2 separate regions of the Mus musculus genome follow, and region 2 is linked to region 1. The links are chromatin contacts, called in public Micro-C maps. All regions are on one chromosome and are shown on one strand. Each heading gives the region's core, a stretch centred on a gene start, on an enhancer-like site or on the middle of the called end of the contact. The rest is flanking DNA. Distances are from core to core; before and after follow the strand shown. Region 1 holds the start of Hcrtr2 (hypocretin (orexin) receptor 2). Region 2 holds the start of Fam83b (family with sequence similarity 83, member B).

What was found. A called contact is a pair of places that touch in the nucleus more often than the background predicts.
Region 2: a contact with region 1 is called in a Micro-C map of embryonic stem cells, with 2.8 times the contacts expected there. The contact joins the promoter of Fam83b here to the promoter of Hcrtr2 in region 1. A contact is called at or near these places in 1 of 484 Hi-C or Micro-C datasets (embryonic stem cells), 1 of 115 datasets of contacts at active chromatin or transcription factors (embryonic stem cells) and 1 of 9 other capture datasets (liver).

The regions. Positions count from the first base shown.
Region 1 is chr9:76,322,214-76,324,986 of GRCm38.p6, reverse strand. It overlaps Hcrtr2 (hypocretin (orexin) receptor 2), which reads left to right and starts at 1,364. Exons shown (of 8, transcript NM_198962.4): 1 at 1,364-1,705. The coding sequence starts at 1,483.
Region 2 is chr9:76,565,672-76,568,371 of GRCm38.p6, reverse strand. Fam83b (family with sequence similarity 83, member B) reads left to right here and starts at 1,257. Exons shown (of 5, transcript NM_001045518.2): 1 at 1,257-1,308.

The sequences.
Region 1 (2,773 bases), core at 115-2,614:
ATCTCGCCTTTCCTACGTACTCAACTTTGTGTTCCTGTTACTTTTTTTTATTCCATCAAGGCTAATTTGAACTCAGATATTCTTGGATGCAGGGACCTTCACTGGAGGGTGGTAGATTTTAACCAGAGGATACACTCTTAGGGAAAATAAAAACAAAAAACCGGACTCTCCCAGGAGTTAACAATTGTCAACAGGGATGGGTACTTTGTATCCAGCTCCCCTCCCCATGCTGCGGTTTGTTCTGGCTTAGACCTGCACAGGTCCTGAACATGCTGTCACAACCACTGTGAGTTCCTATGTGCAGCTTTTCTACTGTATCCAGACGACACTGAGTCTGGATTCAGTGTCACTGATTCCTTCCCGTCATCGATTGCCTCAGACTCTTAGGCTCTTCCAGGCTTCTCTTCCCAAAATGATCCCTGAGCTGTGGGAGGGGGGCTTATGGTATAATGTATTCCTTTTAGGGCCAAACATCATGCAGTGTCTTAATCTCTGCATCTTGGCCAGTTCTGCGTTTCCACATTAACCGTCATCTACTGCAAACAGAATCTCCTCTGGTGCGGGTGAAGGGATGCATTAATTAATCTATTGCTGGAATAACTCATTAGGAGTCAGTTTAATACTATGTCCACGTAGCAGAATAGTAGGTTCTGCTGAGATGTGTTACATTTGCCCTTGAAAGTGCACATCCCGATTCAATACAGCCTTCAATTAAAAATGGTCCTCTCCTCGTTCTTGATAAGGAGTGGCAGGCAATGCCTTAACAATTCAGCCATTGCCAACTTGGCACATGATAAATACTGCGAGGCTATATTAAATATTAAAATATTTGGATGGAATGACTTTTGCATAGGCCTGGCCCAGGCTAGAGTGGGTCATGATTACTTTTACGTTTGCATCACTAAGACAAGCGAAGAAATGGATCTTCCGTTAACCATGCGTTGACCTTCCAGCCACATCCACAGGCTTATGCATACCAGTATAGTATAGAAATTGCACGTACAATAGAAGGCAAGTGATGGAAAAGGGACATGTAATCCACAAAGAAACAGGTTAAGGTAATTGTCTTTACTCCCCCCACCCTTTCCCGCCCCACTTTTATTTTCCAGCTTCATCTCTCTGTCCCTCAACCCTGGGGACAGCTGTGGGTTGCAAGCTAAGTGCTGGAATGAAGAGTGATTGAGCTGGAGCTGAGGTCAAGGAGGATCTCTACTCCAGAATCATTGCTGCAACCTCCCCTGCCATTTCCCTGGCTCTTAGGCAGCTTCTCCTGGTGCAAATCCCCTGCAAAGACACTGAAGCAGCAGCCCGAAGTTGCCGGGCGCAAGGCTCTGGAGGCATTGGCTCAGGAACTTTTCACGTCATTCCCGGCTCCAGAGCCCCTAGTCGCGGCGGCGCAGCCTTTCCCACCGCGGATCCTCAGTGCTCATGGGGCAGGCGGAGACAAGCTTGCAGCACTGAGCCGAACGGGACCAGTCCGTGATGTCCAGCACCAAACTGGAGGATTCCCTCTCTCGTCGCAACTGGTCATCTGCTTCAGAGCTGAATGAAACTCAAGAGCCGTTTTTAAATCCCACGGACTATGACGACGAGGAATTCCTGCGGTACCTGTGGAGGGAATACCTACACCCGAAAGAATATGAGTGGGTCCTGATCGCAGGGTATATCATCGTGTTCGTTGTGGCTCTCATCGGGAACGTCCTGGGTGAGTCTGGTCTCCGGCAGCCTTCCAAAAGGGTTGTCACCTCCCCTCAGCCCAGGCTGCAAGGCTGGGAGACCCCTCCCTTCTCCTGGGGTGCAAACAAAGAGGTCGCTGCTCTTGGCTGAGGTTTCTAATAAATTTTTTTTTTAAGTTTTCTGAATTTACAAACTAGGAGGGATCTCTAGAAGGATTATTCTGTTTGTTTGCAGAGAAAAGAGGGAAACTGTTTCTGTTTGAGAACCAAGAACACAAGCGCAAGGAGAGGGACAAGGACCTCCAGGTGGATTTGCTGAGTGTAGGGGAATCTGTAATGCTTTTGTGCAGGCTGGGTGGGTTTACTGGGGAGGACTTGCACCCGCAGAAACTGATGAAGTCATAAGGCCTTCGTGAGCTCGGTGGCACGTCCTTTAGCAAGGAGGCTTAGGCTCGGGTTAAGAAGTGGTAACGAAGGGGCAGAGTGGAGGCAAAGGCAGACAGAGGAGCGCGCTCCATCGCAAAAGCAGAATTAAACAGAAGCGGTGCCTGGAGCCGCAGGAGGAAGGAGGAGCATCCTAAAAAGTACCCCGGAGCTCACTCTCACCATCCATTCAAGCATTCATTCATGCATACATGCATGCATTCATTCATTCAACCAATGCACACCACCGCGCAAGTGGTTGTTATCAGTTTCAGAAAAATATTTTTACCAACTGATTCTTTTTCTTACAACAAGATTAAGCTTAATGTCAGAGTCTGTCTTGGTCTGTGAGAGCACAGGTTCTCTTGCGCGCTCATTACTATTCTCCCCACCACCATGTCTGAGGGACCAAGTGAGGGGTAAGGAAACTATAGGGACCGCGGTGATGGATTTATTAGGACAGGATGGGGAATCGCTTTCAAGACACGGAGCTTCTCCAGAGAGCTAGGGCTTAAATTGTGAATGGAAGGAGCATGTACCTTGATGAATGGAGAACAGGAGGCTTTTCGAATGCAGAGGGCAGTGTGGAGGAAATCTGTTGAAAATGACAGGAGGAGGCAGGCAGTTTGGAGACAGTACTACCTTCTCAATAAGGCGGAGAGGTGAGTGAAAGG
Region 2 (2,700 bases), core at 8-2,507, 240 kb before region 1:
GTACTTTATGGCTAATATCCACTTATAAGTGACTACATACTATGCATGTCCTTTTCGGTCTGGGTTACTTCACTCAGGGAGATATTTTCTAGTTCCATCCATTTGCCTGCGAAATTCAGGATGTTTTTAATGGCTGAGCAGTATTCCATCGTGTAGACAGACCACATTTGAGATTGAGGGACCCGAAGAGGACAGGGACCCCACAGGAAGACCAACAGAGTGTCATCTAACCTGGACTCTTGGAATCTCCCAGAGAATGAATCACTAACCTGGGTGAGCACGGCTTGACCTAGGCTCTCTGCACATGTGTAGCAGATGAGCAGTTTGTTCTTCCTGCAGGTCCCTCAGACAAGGAGAACAGGGGCTATCCTAGTCTGTTTGTTGCCTACCAGCCTGCCTGTGGATCCCACACCCTTAAATGGACAGCCTTGTCTGGCCTCCATAGGAGAGGATATGCCTAGTCCTGCAGCAACTTAATGTTCAGCGTGGGTAGGGTAGTGGTGGGATGACAGCAGTGTGGCCTGACACCCAGAAGGGGGCTTCCCCTCTCAGGGGAATGGGGAGAGGACTTACTTGAGGGGAGGGGGGCACTGGGAGGAGAGGAAGAGCTGATATTTGGGTTGTAAAGTGAATAAATACATTTAATTAAACAAATCAAATTTCAGTCTCTGCTTCTTCCATTGTTCCCAGGAGAGAGCTGCTTGTATTGCTGACATCCCTGTTTTCAACTCTGTCCTTTCCTTCCAAGTAAATCAAGACAGTCGAAAATCCATACCCAAGCTGCTGGTTTTTGAAATTCTTTCTTTCAACTACCTTTCAATCTCTGTCTTTTCCAAACCAGCCAGGGGGCCTGCCCTGCGGGCTGTGGGCTACGGGCTGCGGGTCAGCCCTGCTCCAAAGCTTGGGGCTCCAGAGTGCATCCTGGAGCCCAAGAGCCAGGCGGAAAGCACCCCTGTCCAGCTCAAAGGTCCACCTTCTTCCCAGGTGTGCTTGGCTTTTCCGGGTCCCTGCTCGCAGCGCGCAGGTGTCCAGACTTGCTCCAGCGTCCCAGCCCGGCGGGCGAGGAGGAAAAGAAAGAGTGCTGTGTGCAGGGCTGGGATTTTGAGTTCAGACAGGGCGCTGGGCCGTGTGTGCTACTCTGTGTAGAGAATCGGGACCTGTTGCAACTCGCCGCCCCCTGGTGACACGCTCGGCACCGCCCGGGAGGTGCGGCCAGCTCCCGCCCGCCGCCCGCGCAGGTGCGCCTCCCTCCTCCCAGCTTCCTGGGCGCCACCTTCGCAGCGGCGGCGGCGGCAGCAGTGGCGGCGGGTGAGTGGAGCACGGGGACCGGACGGGGCCTGCAGAGTGCGGGGCTGCGCTCCAGGACTCTTCCTTGGACTTGGGGAGAGGGAGTTACAAAGTTTTGAAAGTGATGTCTCTGACTTTGGAGGTGCGGTCTAGAGAACAGGCGCCGCCCCCCCCAGGATCGCTTGATGAATTTCCTGCTGGCGAGAAGGACCCTCAGAGAAGATTAGGTGGAAGAGGGTCTGGGGAGAGCGAGGGAAGAGGGTGGAAATGGACGGGTCTGGGTTACCAGGAAGCCCAGAGCTCGGCTGCAGAGAGAGCTCAAAGACCAAGCAGAAGTTGAAGAGGAAGAGTTTTTCTATGATCCACTTTCTCTCTGCTGGATGATTAATTACAGTTGGGGTGCCTTGGGTCTGTGACCTCACTGAGCTCTCCAGATGGTTCTGATCCCTTGGGAATCCGCCCCTGTAGGTTGTGACCTTAAGCACAGAGGTGGCTTCTGGAAGGGTCTTGGAGACTTCAAGCCTGTTCTGTCTGATGGGTTTCCTGTGAGCGAGGGAGCGGAGAGCTTGTGTTTACTGCTGGGATCATGAGTGTGTAAAAAGACAATAGTGCTTTTTAGGACAGATGGGAGGTTATGGGAATGCCGGCGGCCCTTTGGCTATGGTTAGTGTGATAAGGCTACAGATTACAAGGTCTCTCTGATCTAGAGGTGGAGACTAAATAAATACATATCAAGAGACAAGAAGACATGCTGGTTGCAAGCAGTTGAAGCGAGATTATAATTTCCCACAGTCCATTTTCAGACTCAACCTCCTAAATCCAGGTTACTGGCAGGCACCTCCCTTCTTTCCCTTTCTCATCCCAACAAGCCCAAGGGCCCAAGGACATCTGACTGATGCTGAATCAGAGCTGACAAGCCACAGGGAAAGGAGGAAGATGATGAGAGGAGCTTAGGAGAGAAAACAGCTTGGAGTTTTCCAAAGTAAAGAACCAATGATGATTGCAAAGTGGGGCGGAGATCTGTCAGTCTTCTACTTACTGTCACTCTTAGTTCCAAGCACAGTAGCTAGCTGTCCCTACACCATCAGATTGCTAATTCCACCCCTTTGCTTTTGGGACTGGGACATTAGGGATGTATGCTTCTACCAAGGGTGTTTGGTGCAGCCTGCAGAGCCTGCCTGAGGGGATGGGTGGATCTCCTTTTTAAGCCTGGCAGGTGGAGACTGCAGCTGCTCAGAATTTACTGTGGGAAGTAGCTCAGTTGAAGAGTTGGTGAAAGGGATTGCACAGATGCAGAGACAAACCACACCCCTGGTGCTGACTCAGTGATGTCTCTGCGATTATGCTTTTGAGTTTACTTCTTAACTGGCAACATTCTTGGGGTGGAATAAGTAATCTATGTACATATGTATA